Linked DNA regions of Sus scrofa: all the other regions are linked to region 1. The links are chromatin contacts, called in public HiChIP or PLAC-seq and promoter capture Hi-C maps. All regions are on one chromosome and are shown on one strand. The core of a region is the stretch at or near the end of the contact, and the rest is flanking DNA. Distances in the headings are between cores, read along the strand shown. Region 1 holds the start of MTFP1 (mitochondrial fission process protein 1). Region 2 holds the start of RNF185 (E3 ubiquitin-protein ligase RNF185). Region 3 holds the start of EWSR1 (EWS RNA binding protein 1). Region 4 holds the start of ZMAT5 (zinc finger matrin-type protein 5). Region 5 holds the start of SELENOM (selenoprotein M).

Region 1 (2,700 bases), core at 171-2,670:
GGTGGGTGGGGACAGAGCCGCACTAGTGTTGGGTTCTGGGCTGAAGGTTGACTCATGCACAAACAGGACTTCAGTATAGATCATGTCACCTGCACGGTTGGGGGTGGGGTGCCTATCCTGCAAGCAGGACTGTGGTGTGGAATGCACCAGGCCAGGCTGTGGGGACTCGACTGTGCCACAAGGGACTTAACCATATGCAAGGCTGTAGACTGACCACAAGGGGAGTGGACTGGGGTGGGGGTTGAGGGGCAGGTTAACACTTACATCTCTTGCCTTCTTGCCTTTGTCAATGGCATCAGCCAGCACATAGGAGCTGGACACACCATAGCTCAGCCACACAACAGCTGTTGGCACCAAGGAGCGGAAGGCCTCCCCTACCTCATTGGCATAGCCTGGTGGTGGAGGAATATTTAATTCCTGAGCGGTTGGGTTGTTCCACAAGAGGGCACTAGAGGGAGATGGTTCTTATCTCAGCCTGCTAAGCAGTAGCTGGATGACCTTAGACAAAGTGACTTTACTCCTGTGAGTGTTTCCCCACCTGTAAAATGACACCCATGATGCTCACCTGGACTCTTTCCTTATGGGAGAGCTGAGTACTGTCTCCATTCTCACAGCCTACTTGCCTTAATAGTCTGGGTTCTAGAAGCATGTGAGCTGGCTGGGGGGACAGGCAGTGAGAGAGACTAAAGGCAGCCCCTCTGACGGGGAACTCGCTAAGTGCCAGGCCTTTCTGTACCTTATCTCATTGTACCCTCACAACTACCACCCAATGAGAGAGACCTTGTGCTCATCCCTTTTTGCTGAGGAAGAAACAAGCTTAGTCAGAGCGACTGATCCAAGATGAGAGTTCAAGTGCCCTGACTACAGCCAGTGTCCAGTCATTCCACAGGGGGCAGCCCACTCATCCCCATCCACCTACTTGGGCTGCAGCTTCCACCTGGGAGACAGACCAGCAGAGACCGTGAGGGCCGGGCTGGACAGGCCAAGCTGTGTGATCTTGAGCCAGTCCAGAACCCTCTCTGAGCCCAGTCTCTGCCCCGGCTGAATGAGAACTACAGCCCTCCCACGTTCGCCATGTCCCTGACCGGCGTCTGGGAACCCCTGCTTCCCAGCCACGTGGTGTGGGGGTCGCCGTGCCCCTTGCCCCGTGCTCACCCAAGTACCGCACCCACGTGTCCCGGAAAAGGTCGCGCTCGGCCCCCCGCGGGGGCGGCTCAGACATGACGCTTCCGCCTCGGCTTCCACTAGCGCTCCTGTCTGCGGCTGCGGGACCGGCTTAAGGTCCCAGACTGAAGGACAGGTCGTGCGGTCCCCACCAGCAGGGAGCGTCTGCAAATTCCCTCGCGCACTGGCGCCCCCCTCCCAAGCTTGGGTTTTACAGATTAATTTTCATCACGTTTTCTCTGGGGTTGAACGGTTGCGCGATCCTCTCTCAGCACTGACTGTAGTGTTGGAGCCAAAGAGACGCAGGTTCAAATACCGGATGCTACGCTTCATAGCTGTGTGACCTCGAGCAAGAGTCTGTACTTCTCTGCACGTCACTTTATTTGTTAGATAGGAAACAGGATGGGTTTACTCCTGGGGCAGTTTCGAGGATGAATTACACTCATCATTTATCGAGTTTAGTGCCAGCCAGACTGTTGGCTAAAGACTCCAGATGGCTTACTTCTTTAAACCCTCCCCTCAGCCAGGCATAAACCCCACCCTCCTTTTACAGATGAGGAATAGAGATAGAAATAATTGGTCACTTTCCCGGGTCCTACGACTGCTGAGTAGTGAAGCCGACATTTGATTCCAGGCTGTGAGGCTCTAGTTCCCATGCTCTTAAGGTAAGCTCAGTAAATGAGACTGAGGGAGTGTATGTTGAGAACCCGAGTGAAACTCTGAATCCTTTGGGGTATCAGCAAACAAAGACACAGCTTTTAAAGACAGGCAGTCCTGGGTTCAAATTCCAGTTGTGCCGCCTATTAACTGTCAGCCACGTCTGTAAAAAAATGAGTAGCTAATACATACTGAGCGTACACTAAGCGCTCTGGCTGTAGTTTCCTTGAGTCTTTGCAATAACCCAAAACAGTAAGCACAGGGCTGATGCAGTGTATCCAGGAGGCGCTCATCATCAAATAAATATCCTAGACTCCCTATTGTGGGCCCTGTTTTCAGGCGTCTCTATTTTGGTGGGATCTTATAAGGCAGCCAGTTCATTGGTGATCTGGCAGGAAGCTTGTTTCGGAGCCCAAGCTGATCCCTAGCCCCGGAAATACTGGCAGTGCACGCGCGGAATTGGGAGACGGTCCCTAACACCACGTGACCGTTGCTTCTCAGCCAACCTCCCACTCCGGGCCTGCCGCAAGCGCTGCAAGGACTCGCCAAACCCGCACTTGTTAGCTTGCCCTGAGAAGCCCGAGTGGGGCGGAGCCTCCGCTCTGACGGTAAAGGAAGTCAGGAGTACACTTAGTGCCCTCAGCAAAAATGGCGGAAGATGCGGCCTGGGCCAATCAGGAGGCAAGCTGGCCATCCCGGCGCCGTGAGAAAGCGCTTAAGCAGCGGGCTGTTTTTGCACATGCGCCCCGCTTAGTAGCGGGTAAACGCTGGGCTCCTAAAGTGGAGGTTTGACTGAGGGACCGCGAAGAGCGAGGCGGAGGTCACTGACTGCTACTCCCCGTGCACTGAACATTGCTTTATTCATTGGGTTAATTTTCC
Region 2 (2,700 bases), core at 6-2,505, 550 kb before region 1:
ATTCCACTGCTGTCTTTTCTGGTCTGTTTCCCTCCTCCTTCCCCCCCCCCCCAAGATCCTGAACAAGTTCCAGCTGCCTCAGAGCAAAGACTAGATATCTAGTACTCACAGAAGGAAAGCACTTAAGATCAGTGGGCTTCACAAAGATTTTGAAACCAAATTTATGTTAACAAAGGGGAAACATGGGGAGAGGAGGGATGAATTAGGGGGCTGGGATTGATACATACACACTCCTATATATAAAATAGATGGGTAACACGACCTACTGCACAGCACAGGAAAATTTACTCAATATTGTGTAATGACCTATATGGGAAAAGAATCTGAAAAGGAATGGGTATATGTATAACGATTTACTGTGCTGTATGCCTGAAATTAGCACAACTGTGTAAGTCAACTATATCCTAGTTAAAAAAGAAAAAAAAATCAGTGGGCTTCAAACATCAGTATGCACAGGTCCCCCAAAGCAAACATTCAAACTATAGTTTCCCCAGTTCGGACCCAAATTCTAAATAAGAGGTCTCAAGAGTCCTGCATTGTAGAGTATGCACTCCAGAGGCTGTGGGAACCATATTTAGAGAAACAGGGCCCTGTTTTAGAAAAGAAACTGAGACCTGGCACAGGTAAAGACCCAGTCACACAAATGTATGTCAGTGGTGAAGCCTCAAACCTGGGTCTCTTTCTCCCAAGCCCAACTCTATTCATCCCGCTTACCGGCCTCGGCCTCTCCACTGGGGACAAACTCATTAAAAGCACCTTTACAAGAAAGAGGCGGCCTCGAATGGGAGTCAGAGAGTTAGAGAGAGTCCCTGAGTTCTCGAAGTTAGGAGAGCTTCTGGCAGCCTTTCCTCTTCTTGGAGCCTTAGATTCCCCAAATTGTAATCACTGGACGAAAGACCACAACACAAGCCTGACCTTCCCCTGGGGCGGAGGGCCCGGAACAGAGCCAGCTTGTTGCCTCTGCGTTCCTGGGCTCAGGTGTTGCCGCCCATGGGCCTGGTGAAGGCGGAACCCGGTCCCTCGCCCGCGTCCCTCAACCTGGACGGCCCCTAGCTGCCAACCCAGCCTCTCAAGTACCTGCCTCTGCTCAGCTAACACCGCCGAGGCCACTCCAGTTTGTCCTTCCGTCGGCCGCCCAGCCAGTCTCTCCGCTGGGATAGTCCGTCCCGCCGGACCTCGGGTCCCTCCTACGCGGACTCTGGTCAGCTGACGCAGAGCCGCAGCTTTCCAAGGGACTTCCGTCCACAACCGGAAAAGGTTGGTCCGCTGCGCTGTTCTCCCGCCCAGATCCTGGACTCTAAGGTTCCGCCTGCCGGCAGGAAGCAGAAAAGCGTAGGGGTCACTTGCCAGCTTTTCAGAAAGCCTAGGTCTGTGTAGGGAAAGTACAGACAAGTTTCAAACAGTTTTGTTGCACCAGAATGTAAGGATGATGAGAATACGTCAGAGGATACAGGAGCTAACTTGAAAGAGATCCCATGGCCAAATCGTCGCAATTTGAGAATCAAAATACTTGATAGTAACAGATTTAACTAATTGAATAAAATGGTAACCCATGAGTCTTTACTGGTATAAAAGTGATTGAATAAATGGGGGAGAAGGGGAAATTATGCCTTTTAGTAGAAGCAAAATAACAAATATGATGGAGTTAGAAAATCAATAATGGATGGTAAAACTAGAGGAAGAGAATATTTACACAGCAAAATGTCTCCTATAAATTCCTTTTTGATTACAAAGGGAAAATAGTAGTTTTACATATAATCTCACAGAACAGTAAGTTAATATCACCAGTTGTAGATCAAGTAAAGAGCATGTGCCTCTTAGTAAGATGCACTGAGAAAGAGACAGCATCTCTCCTGTGGTATTTTAGACAAAAATGCATAACTCAGAATTCCCTTGTGGTACAGCAGGTTAAGGATCCAGTATTGTCACTGCAGCAGCTTGGGTCGATTCTCTGACTCAGGTTCCATCTTGGTCCAGGAACTTCCACAAGTTGTAGGGTGCAGCCAAAAAAAATGAGTAACCCATGTTTTGTTTCATGAGGAAGCATGACATAGTCCAGATGGAGAACAGTATACAAAATAATTGTCAGCATCATGAAAAAAACAGAGAAAGACTGAGGAACTGTTCTGGTTTAAAGGAGATTAAAGAGGCATGACAACAAAATGAGATATATGATTGTAAATTGGATCCTGGACTAGCATAAGGAGAGGCAGAATAGGTTTAATGGACAATATTGGGACAAAAGACAAAATTGGAATTTGGATCATGGTTTAGCTGTGACTACATATTGTATCAATGTTAAAATTTCTACATTTGATCATTGTATTGTGGTTATGGTAAGAGTACTTCCTTGTTCTTAGGAAATATTCACTGAAGTATTTAGGGGTAACACAATGTCTCTAGGGAGTTCCTGCTGTGGCACAATGGGATCGGCAGCATCTTGGGAGCCCTGAGACGCAGGTTCAATTCCCGGCCCAGTACAGTGGGTTAAGGATCTGGTGTTGCTACGGCTGCAGCGTAAGTCACAGCTGTGGCTCAGGTTCAATCCCTGGCCATAAACTTTTTAAATAAAAATTACCAAAAAAACAGACACAATATCTCTAACTTAATTTCTTTTTTAATTTCAAATGAGTCAGAAAAAAATACATGTATATGAAAATTGGGAGCATGGAGTTCTCACTGTGGTGCAACAGGAGTGCA
Region 3 (2,700 bases), core at 168-2,667, 980 kb after region 1:
GGCACTAAAAGCCACCATCTAACTACCTGTTTACTACCCACACAACTGGGGAGAGTTCTTAAACGTTCCTTCGCTGGCTGGATTCCGGACCCTTTTCAAATTGAAACTCTGAAGGACCCAGGGCTTTTTCCCATTTCCTTCTTGTCTTTTGCAACTGCCTCAAAGGCCTAGAGTCAGGAGGGGCAAAAATGCCCCACCCTACCAATAACCGCAAGAACCTGCTGCAAACTGCAGGTCCAGTCTAGAGTGTTAAACACCCCGTGCAAGGACCACCCCAGTCATCGTATTCGAGCGAGCTCCCACCCCAGGTTTTCTTCCAGTACGCGCCTCCTTCCTCTCTAGTCAGCGAAATAAACAAGCCCCCCGGCCTAACCTGGGCAAAATAACATGCAGAACGATTACTTAAGCATAATGCACACTCCCACCCAGGCCTTTTGTTTCTCCTAAGTCAGAGGCCAGAAATTTCTTTCAGTGGAGATTTCTGGCCTCACGATCCGAGTTGGCCTTATTACACAACAGATCTCCCTCGGCGTTTGCTGAAACACGGCCCTAGGAAGCCACATAACCGCTTTCTGGAGAGAAAAAAATAAATGGTAAAAAACGAAGCCCGAAAAGGGAGCCGACTTGAGAGGCCGTAAGGTGTGTGGGGGCGGGGGGAAGGGGGGCCCACACTCCGTCTAAAACACAGTCGGACAGAAAAAAGTTCGGCTTCGCGCTGGAACCCGCCGAGGGGGCGACTTGGCGGCACTGGACGCCGCAGCCGACTCGGCTCTAAGGATGACGGGGCCCCCTTTCATAGGTCTGCGCCCCTCGGCTCGCAAATCCGTGAAGCCTTTTCAGCTTATATGCTTTTATTGCCCAAGCTTCTCGGCGAGGCAGAGTCGCCCTCGGGCTTTGGCTGCCTTTCTGAAAATGAGATTGGGGTGGGAAAAGTCAGAGGGGCTGCGGAACTGCAGCTTTCGGAGCCGCCGTTCGGCCCTCTCACCCCCCGTTTCGGGGCTTCGGAGCTTCGGGGCTCCGGGGCTCGAGGCCTGGCCGAGCCCTCCCCCCACCCCCGCGCGGGGCCCCGGAGGCCGCAGGCCCCGCCCACGTGGCGGGCGGCCCAGAGCGCGAGGCCGGACGGCCGCCACACAATGGAGGCCAAGGCTGGCCCAGCGCGCCTCCGCCGCCTCGAGCCCCCCGCGCGCCGGAGGTGCCGGAAGGTTCCAGAACCGGCCTGCTCGGTGGGGGGAGGGGAGCGGAGGAGAGGAGAAAGGCGGCCGTCGAGCTCCTCGGGCCGCGGCGGGTACCTCACACCCTTCCCAACAAATCCACTCAGTCGTTCCGGTCACCCCTAGAGACGAACGGTCCCTAACTTGGGCGTCCCAGCCGCCGCCGGCGCGACCGCGGCTCCACCACACTCACCCGTGGACGCCATTTTCTCTCCTTCCTTCTCGTTCTCTCAACGTCCGTCTCCCTCTCGCTTTCCCTCTAGGCGCCGCACTGCGCAGGCGCGAAACCCGCAACCTCGGGCGCTACCATCGGGCCAGGCCACGGGGGTAGGGGAAGGAGAGATGAACCACAGCTTTCTCGTCCTTCGCTCCCGCTGCTCTAGTCCTAAACCTCTCTAAAGAGCAACGGATGTGACTAGCTGGCCAAAATAGCACCGCAGGGGTGGGAGCGACCGGTGAGCGGATCTTGGTAACAAGTCAGAGTGATTCTCTGGTCGATGCGAGGCTGTTTGGAATGGTTACGTCCGCTGGCTCTAGGGACCGTCTCTGAAGAGTTTGCCTTGGAGGGAAACGGAGGCCGGCGGGAGGGCTGGGGGAAGGGACCCGGGCCTAGAACAACTGCTGACTAATCGGCGGGCGGCGGAGGAGTGGGTGGCGCGCCGACCGGTCGACCAGGGTCACGCGCCCGAGTGCGAGTAGAATGGGCTCGGGGCGCTCGGGCTTCGGCGGGAAGCTGGAGCACCGACTCCCAGCCGAGGGCCCCACCCGGCCTTCTGGGGGCGGGGGGCGCGCTCCGCAGTGAGTACCCCAGACACGTGGCCCGGCCTGCGGGCAAGGGGACCGAGGCGGGTGGGCTGGATGGGAGGCCGCGCACGTAGTGTTCGGCCCGAGGGCCCTCCAGTAACGGTCGAGTTTGAGAAGGAGGCCCTTTAATCACCACCCCCCACCAACACCCGTTTTTACAGAAAGGGAAACTGAGGCCCAAAATATAAAGCCGAGTCCCAGCCACACCGTGGGACCCCCACTTTCCATCACCCGGAAGAATCTTCCCGGTCCTTGTCTTTCCATTTCTGTCTTCCCGGCTTCCCAGTAAGGTAGGCCAGGGCGTGATGATGCACCGTCCCATTTTATAGATGGACAGGCTGAGACCTCGAGCGTTCAAATCCCAGTTCTTTTTGTCCATGGGCAAACCCACTCTTGCTAAAGTACCCAGGGAGAGATGGTTGTGAGCGTGCAGGAGGCAGCTTGCAGTGGGTGCCCTGGCTCCCTGCAAGAGCTGCACCTGCCTGACTTCTTGTATTAAATCCAGTCTCCCTAGACAGATGCCCAGGCCCATCAAAAGGCAGGGCTTATCCAAATCCTTTGGCGGGAACTGGAGCCAAGCTAGTGTCTTTCCTTCAGTGAACACACATAAAGCAAGCTATATGTAAGCTATGAGCACCCTGGGGAACTTGGCCATGAGCAAGAGGAGAAGGTCTCCTCCAGCCAG
Region 4 (2,700 bases), core at 160-2,659, 610 kb after region 1:
AAATGCTATTTTTTGAGTTGGTACCACCTACTAGGTACTGTGGCACTTTGCCTAAATCTCAAATAATGCTCACAATAAGTCCCCGAAAGGAGTTTCCATCATGGCTCAGTGGTTAATGAATCTGACTAGAATCCATGAGGACGAAGCTTCAATCCCTGGCCTCCCTCAATGGGTTAAGGATCTGGCATTGCAGTGAACTGTGATGTAGGCCAGCAGCTACAGCTCCAATTGGACCCCTAGCTTCGGGTGCAGCCCTAAAAAAGCAAAAAACAAAAAAACAAAAACAAAACAAAAAACAAACCTCCCTGAGACAGTTACTATTATTATCATCTCTATTTCATAGATAAAAGTGAGAGCTTGCCCAACCTAATGCCACAGTTAAGTGATAAGGCCCAGTATTCCCACCCAAGATTCTCTGATTTCATACCCACCCCACCCTACTCAATGATTAAGAGTTATTAACCATTATTAATACCACCGCTGCCATCATGGAAAGACTTTGGAACCAAAAAATGCTACCTAAATGGCCACCCATAGTGTCTAAGGAGATGTCCTTTTCAGGACAGGTGCCTAATCAAATTTGCCCTTGTGACCCCCAGATGAGACAGAGGGGCCGGGGTCCAACCTTGACTCGCCACTGATTTCCTAGTGGTGTGACCCTAGCAAGTCTTTTGCTCTCACCTGGTTTTAGTTTAGGCTTCTGCAAATGGAGAAACGGGTTTGTGGCGTGGCAGGCAGCAATACTTAGAACCCCCGCATAGTGGGACCTATTGACCTCGTTTAACTTTTTAGGATTCACACCGGGGGTAACGCACAGACGGCAGTCTACAGACACAAGACGCCCAGGGTTTACCCCCTCCTTGTAAAGGTCGACTGAGTCCCGTCCCACCTCCACTCCCACTGTCACCCCTCGAAGGAACCCAAGGTCAGGGATGGCCCAGGCCCTCACCCCCTGGTTGATGTGTTCGTAGATCGCGTCCGCGCCTTGATCGAAGGCGCGCTCGAAGAATAGAGCGCCCACGGCGATCGTGAGGGCGAAGGTAGAGGTCCTGCGAAACAACAGGGAGTACAACCTCGCAGTCAACGTCGGGGCAGCCATGTTTGTCCGCTGCAGAACTAGCACCACCGCGCCTGCGCTTCGACCGACCTTTCCACAAAGGTCCTCAACGTGTAACGCTTTATGGGATTTGTAGTTCTTTTGAACTTGAGTGCTCGTCGTTTTGCACCATTGAAGTAACTGATGGCTTGTGAGCTATTAAAATCTCCTAAAATTCATACCACGACAGCCCAAGTCGTTTTGGTAAAATGTATTACCCAGTTTTTCTCCTCAATCATTTCTTGCTGATTGAATTTTTTTTAAAACTACAACGCCCAGAAGCCCTCGCGCTTCCTTCACCTCCTCCTACGCTGTCTTTGCTTTGATTCTCAAAGGTTTCTGGGAAGGGCGGGCTGATACTCCAGGAAGGACTACGAATCCCAGCAAGCAGTTCGCTGAACCAAGGCGCAGGAGGAGGAGTTGAGAGCCGTCGGGCGCCGCGGAGCCAGGTACTTTTTTTGGCGGGACGTCGAGTGGCGAGTTCTAGTCTTCCTCCCAATACGGAAGAACTTGAGCTCTTACGTTTAAGTCCGCGAGCCCCGCGGCGGGTCGCAGTGGATATAGGGGCAAGGCCTGAAATCCCAGTCCCAAGCTTGTCCCTCCTCCTATCTCCTCCGGCAGCCCCAAGTCCAGGGCTATAGTTGAAGCCTGTGGCAACAGTCAGCCTTTGCCGGGCCTCTGGGGAAGAGGCCATTCTGCCCATGCTTCCGTTTCCCCTCATCCCTGGGTTTCGCTGCAGACACCCCTGGCCTGGAAGGCGGGAGACCTAGATCCATTCATTCTCTCTTGGGAATGGAAATAGCAGGACTTTGGAGCACTAAGGACGTCCAGCAATTGTTTTCTGAGCGCTGGGCCATGAGCTGGAGACCCAGCGGGGAATACGTCCCAGCTTTTGGGGAGCACCCATTTTACAGTGTGTGGGAGGTGCGATAATGACAGGTAACGCTTTGAAGAGCAGAAAAAAGGTTGATTGGGGAGGGGGTGGTTGTGGTAATATTTTAGCTAAGGTTCCCCAAGGTGACACTTAACCCTAAACCCAAATGGATATAGCTATTCGAACAGGAAAACGTCGTGCAAGGCCTTGAGGCTGCTGCGGTCCTGAGGTGTTTGAAGGAAACAATTTGAGTGGACTATGAAATAGGCTCGGGTCAGGTCATATCTGGTCTTCTAACCCGTGGTGAAGGGTCGTTTTTTTTTCTAAATTGCACGCGGAAGCCACTGAAGGGTTTTAAGCTGGGATGTGAGGCAACCTAATTTACGTAACAGTAGCAGCGGTCATCATTTCTGGCTGCTCTCTGGAGAACTGACTGAAAAGGAGGAGCTACTGTGAGGGGTCAGTGGAGGCAGGGTGGTAATTTAGATTAGGGTGTGAGTTAGAGTAATGATGGGTTTGGGATGTATTTGGGAGGTGGGACAAACAGAACAAGCTGACAGATGCATATAAAGTATAAAGGAAAGAGGAATTGAAGATGACATCTAAGTTTTGTTTGTTTTTCTTTCTTTTTTGGCCATATTTGCAGCATATGGAAATTCCCGGATTAGGTGTTGAATCAGAGCTTCAGCTGTGGTCCATACCATAGCCACTGCAACACCGAATCTGAATC
Region 5 (2,700 bases), core at 195-2,694, 510 kb before region 1:
GATTTGATTCTTTGGGGGGGGGGCTTGCCCATGCCATGCAAAAAGTTTCTGGGCCAGGGATAGAAACTGCACCATGGCAGTGACCTGAACCATAGTCAATGCCGGATCCTTAACCCCCTGAGCCACCAGGGAACTCCTGATTCATCTTTTTATTAAAGAGGCTATAAACTGCAGATTTTTAATATGTGGTCTTTTGTTGGTTGTAGTAGTTTTGTGTGCATGTGTTGTTTTTAAGTAGAGGACGGGGCTCAGGAAGGTAAAACTGCCTAGGGTCCATGAACGTCATGATGCAGCCTTGGTCTGATCTTAAGAAGGATTATGAGTGCTAGTTTCAGTGGGAAAGAGCATTGCAATTGTGATGATCATTGTACAACTACAGGTGTGATAGGAGTTCCCATTGTTGCTCAGTGGTTAACGAATCCGACTAGGAACCATGGGGTTGCGGATTTGATCCCTGGCCTTGCTCAGTGGGTTAAGGATCTGGCGTTGCTGTGAGCTGTGGTGTAGGTTGCAGACGTGGCTCGGATCCCGAGTTGCTGTGGCTCTGGCGTAGGCTGGTGGCTACAGCTCCGATTGGACCCCTAGCCTGGGAACCTCCATATACTGTGGGAGAGGCCCCAAAAATGGCAAACAAACAAACAAACAAACAAACAAAAAAAAAACTGCAGGTGTGATAAATTCATTGAGAAAGAAAGAAAGAAAGAAAGAGCATTGCAATCAGTGTTCTGTGTCTGTCTTAGGCTTGAAGAGGGAAGCAGCACCCTGACCTAGTCATCTTGGGCTTGGTGAACACAGGAATGTTTGAGGTTCAAATCCTAGAACCACTACTTAGTCGTTTTACCTTTCTAAGTTTGTTTCCTCACTTGTAAAACAGAGTTCCTAGGGCCTCTTTGAGGCACTGTGACAGGCATTATTCTAAAGAGTTTTCTAATGTGTATTAACCCTTTTATTCTCCCAGTCCCTAGTGTACGGCGTAATATTCCATTGCCGCAACGTGTGCTCCAGGGAATGGAAACGTAGATCGGAATTTCATCCAGAGAAATAAAAGACAAAGATGAGGATTCCCCAGGCCTCAGTTTCCCCATCTTCAAGTCGAGTGTCTGGCCCAGAAACTCGGTCTCTATCCGCATCTCGCCCGCGCCCCCTGCCGGCGTGAGGGGGCATTGCCTGGCCCCATCCTGTTGGAGAGTCCACGCTCTCGGTCAGCAGAGGGAGGGTGGACACTCTTGGGACTGGGAAAGCAAAGGGCCGAGGAGCTCAAACCCTGCCGGCAGCGCCCAGGCGGCCGCTGTGCAGGCCCTGGGGCGGAGACCGAGAGCTGGGGGCGTGGTCCCTAGCGGGGCGGGACCTCCAGCGGGGACCCGGCCAGCCCGAGGGCCCAGACGTGGCGCTGTGGCCGGGCGGTTCACCTCTAGTTTTCGGATCACCTCCGGCCGGCTTTCAATGCACCTCCCGCCGCTTTCGCTGCCCCTGCTGCTGCTCCTCGCGGCACTCGCGGCAGCCACCACCACCTTCCGGCCCGACTGGAACCGTCTACAAGGCCTGGCCCGAGCCCGGGTAGAGGTGAGTGCTCCGGCCCCCAGCCCAGAAATCACCGCCCCCAACCTTGCGGGTCCTCAGCGTTGGAATCGCTAACTCTTCTGGCCCCAGGACCCTCCCGACTCCCACGTCTTCCTCGGCGCCCGGGACTGTCGCTCCCGCTTCCCAGCCTTAGAACCCCCCAGCACCATTCATGGAAGCCTGGAACACCCCTGATCTTGTGGCCTGGAAATCTGAACCCCTCCTTAGTTCCCCATCAGGCCTGACATGGGCCCCAGACACATTGGACCTGTCCCCTAACTTCTCTGGCCCTATGACTCCCAGACGAGTCCAATTTCCCATCCCCCATCACTCCTCTTTTTCCTGGAATTCATCCCCACTCCAGTTCCGGTTGGTCTCTCTCCCTTTGCCTGGGGGAGGGAAGACCTTATGGGAGCCTAAGCCCCCATTCCCACTCCGCCCCCCATGCAAAACCCAGGAAAGGAGGCTGGGAATTTCCTTTAAACACTTACTGTGAAGTGTTCCCCCACCCTCTCCTGCCAAAGTCCCTGTTGGGTTGTGTGACGTGGATCATCACAGACCCTCTCTAGGCCTTAGTTTTCTCTCTGAAAAAAGATGGGGAGGAGGAGGGAGGACTAGAATAGGTAGCCCTGCGGTATGGACTCCTGCTAGAAGGAAGCTCCACATCAGGGAGTACAGGGAGGGGTCCACCCCTCCCCCCTTATTGGGGAAGAGACCAGATGGTCTGTAGGGCTGGGCCGCAGGCGACGGAGGGCCAGCTCCTCATGGGGTGAGGTAAGGAGCAGATGGCAGGTGTCTCTAATGAGGCCCCCAGGACAGAGCTGTTTCCTTCTGGTCTGCCTCCACCCAGAGGTTCTAGGGGCTAAAGACCCAGTTCTCTACTGCCTGAGGGGAAAAGGGTGCTCATTTCTCTTGGGCATCAGGAGTGGGTCAGCAGTCAGTAAGATGTACAGGCAAGAGCCCTAAGTCTGCTGCTAAGTGCTCTTCGGGTCTCTGGCCTTACTCCTTTTTCCTCTGGTGTCATTACGTCTCAGCTTCCCCATCTGTACGGAGTTCTCCCTTCTGCCCACAAGAGGCCTCATCTCCACACCTTGGAACTGCTATTCAGGGAGTAATCCATAGCCCAACCCAAAGCTGAGC

The links. Promoter capture Hi-C pulls out the DNA fragments that hold promoters and counts their contacts. HiChIP or PLAC-seq counts read pairs in DNA pulled down with a chosen protein or histone mark.
Region 2: an H3K27ac HiChIP or PLAC-seq map of alveolar macrophages shows a contact between it and region 1. The contact joins the promoter of RNF185 here to the promoter of MTFP1 in region 1. A contact is called at or near these places in 1 of 47 Hi-C or Micro-C datasets (heart right ventricle) and 2 of 2 datasets of contacts at active chromatin or transcription factors (alveolar macrophages and skeletal muscle).
Region 3: an H3K27ac HiChIP or PLAC-seq map of alveolar macrophages shows a contact between it and region 1. The contact joins the promoter of EWSR1 here to the promoter of MTFP1 in region 1. A contact is called at or near these places in 2 of 2 datasets of contacts at active chromatin or transcription factors (alveolar macrophages and skeletal muscle).
Region 4: a contact with region 1 is called in a promoter capture Hi-C map of liver, with 4 times the contacts expected there. The contact joins the promoter of ZMAT5 here to the promoter of MTFP1 in region 1. A contact is called at or near these places in 1 of 5 promoter capture datasets (liver) and 1 of 2 datasets of contacts at active chromatin or transcription factors (alveolar macrophages).
Region 5: a promoter capture Hi-C map of fetal liver shows a contact between it and region 1, with 2.1 times the contacts expected there. The contact joins the promoter of SELENOM here to the promoter of MTFP1 in region 1. A contact is called at or near these places in 1 of 5 promoter capture datasets (fetal liver) and 1 of 2 datasets of contacts at active chromatin or transcription factors (alveolar macrophages).

What each region holds. Positions count from the first base shown.
Region 1 is chr14:47,391,298-47,393,997 of Sscrofa11.1, reverse strand. It overlaps MTFP1 (mitochondrial fission process protein 1), which reads right to left and starts at 1,420. Exons shown (of 5, transcript XM_001929262.7): 1 at 1,156-1,420; 2 at 265-392. The coding sequence starts at 1,222. It also overlaps a transcript of SEC14L2 not described here.
Region 2 is chr14:47,944,925-47,947,624 of Sscrofa11.1, reverse strand. It overlaps RNF185 (E3 ubiquitin-protein ligase RNF185), which reads right to left and starts at 1,255. Exons shown (of 7, transcript XM_005670859.3): 1 at 1,082-1,255.
Region 3 is chr14:46,407,440-46,410,139 of Sscrofa11.1, reverse strand. EWSR1 (EWS RNA binding protein 1) reads right to left here and starts at 1,417. Exons shown (of 17, transcript NM_001252048.1): 1 at 1,405-1,417. The coding sequence starts at 1,417. It overlaps RHBDD3 (rhomboid domain-containing protein 3), which reads left to right. Exons shown (of 7, transcript XM_005657361.2): 1 at 1-1,285; 2 at 2,177-2,305.
Region 4 is chr14:46,781,764-46,784,463 of Sscrofa11.1, reverse strand. ZMAT5 (zinc finger matrin-type protein 5) reads left to right here and starts at 1,409. Exons shown (of 6, transcript XM_001929010.5): 1 at 1,409-1,545. It overlaps UQCR10 (ubiquinol-cytochrome c reductase complex 7.2 kDa protein), which reads right to left and starts at 1,124. Exons shown (of 2, transcript NM_001129978.2): 1 at 950-1,124. The coding sequence starts at 1,099.
Region 5 is chr14:47,904,094-47,906,793 of Sscrofa11.1, reverse strand. It overlaps SELENOM (selenoprotein M), which reads left to right and starts at 1,444. Exons shown (of 5, transcript NM_001161648.1): 1 at 1,444-1,563. The coding sequence starts at 1,444.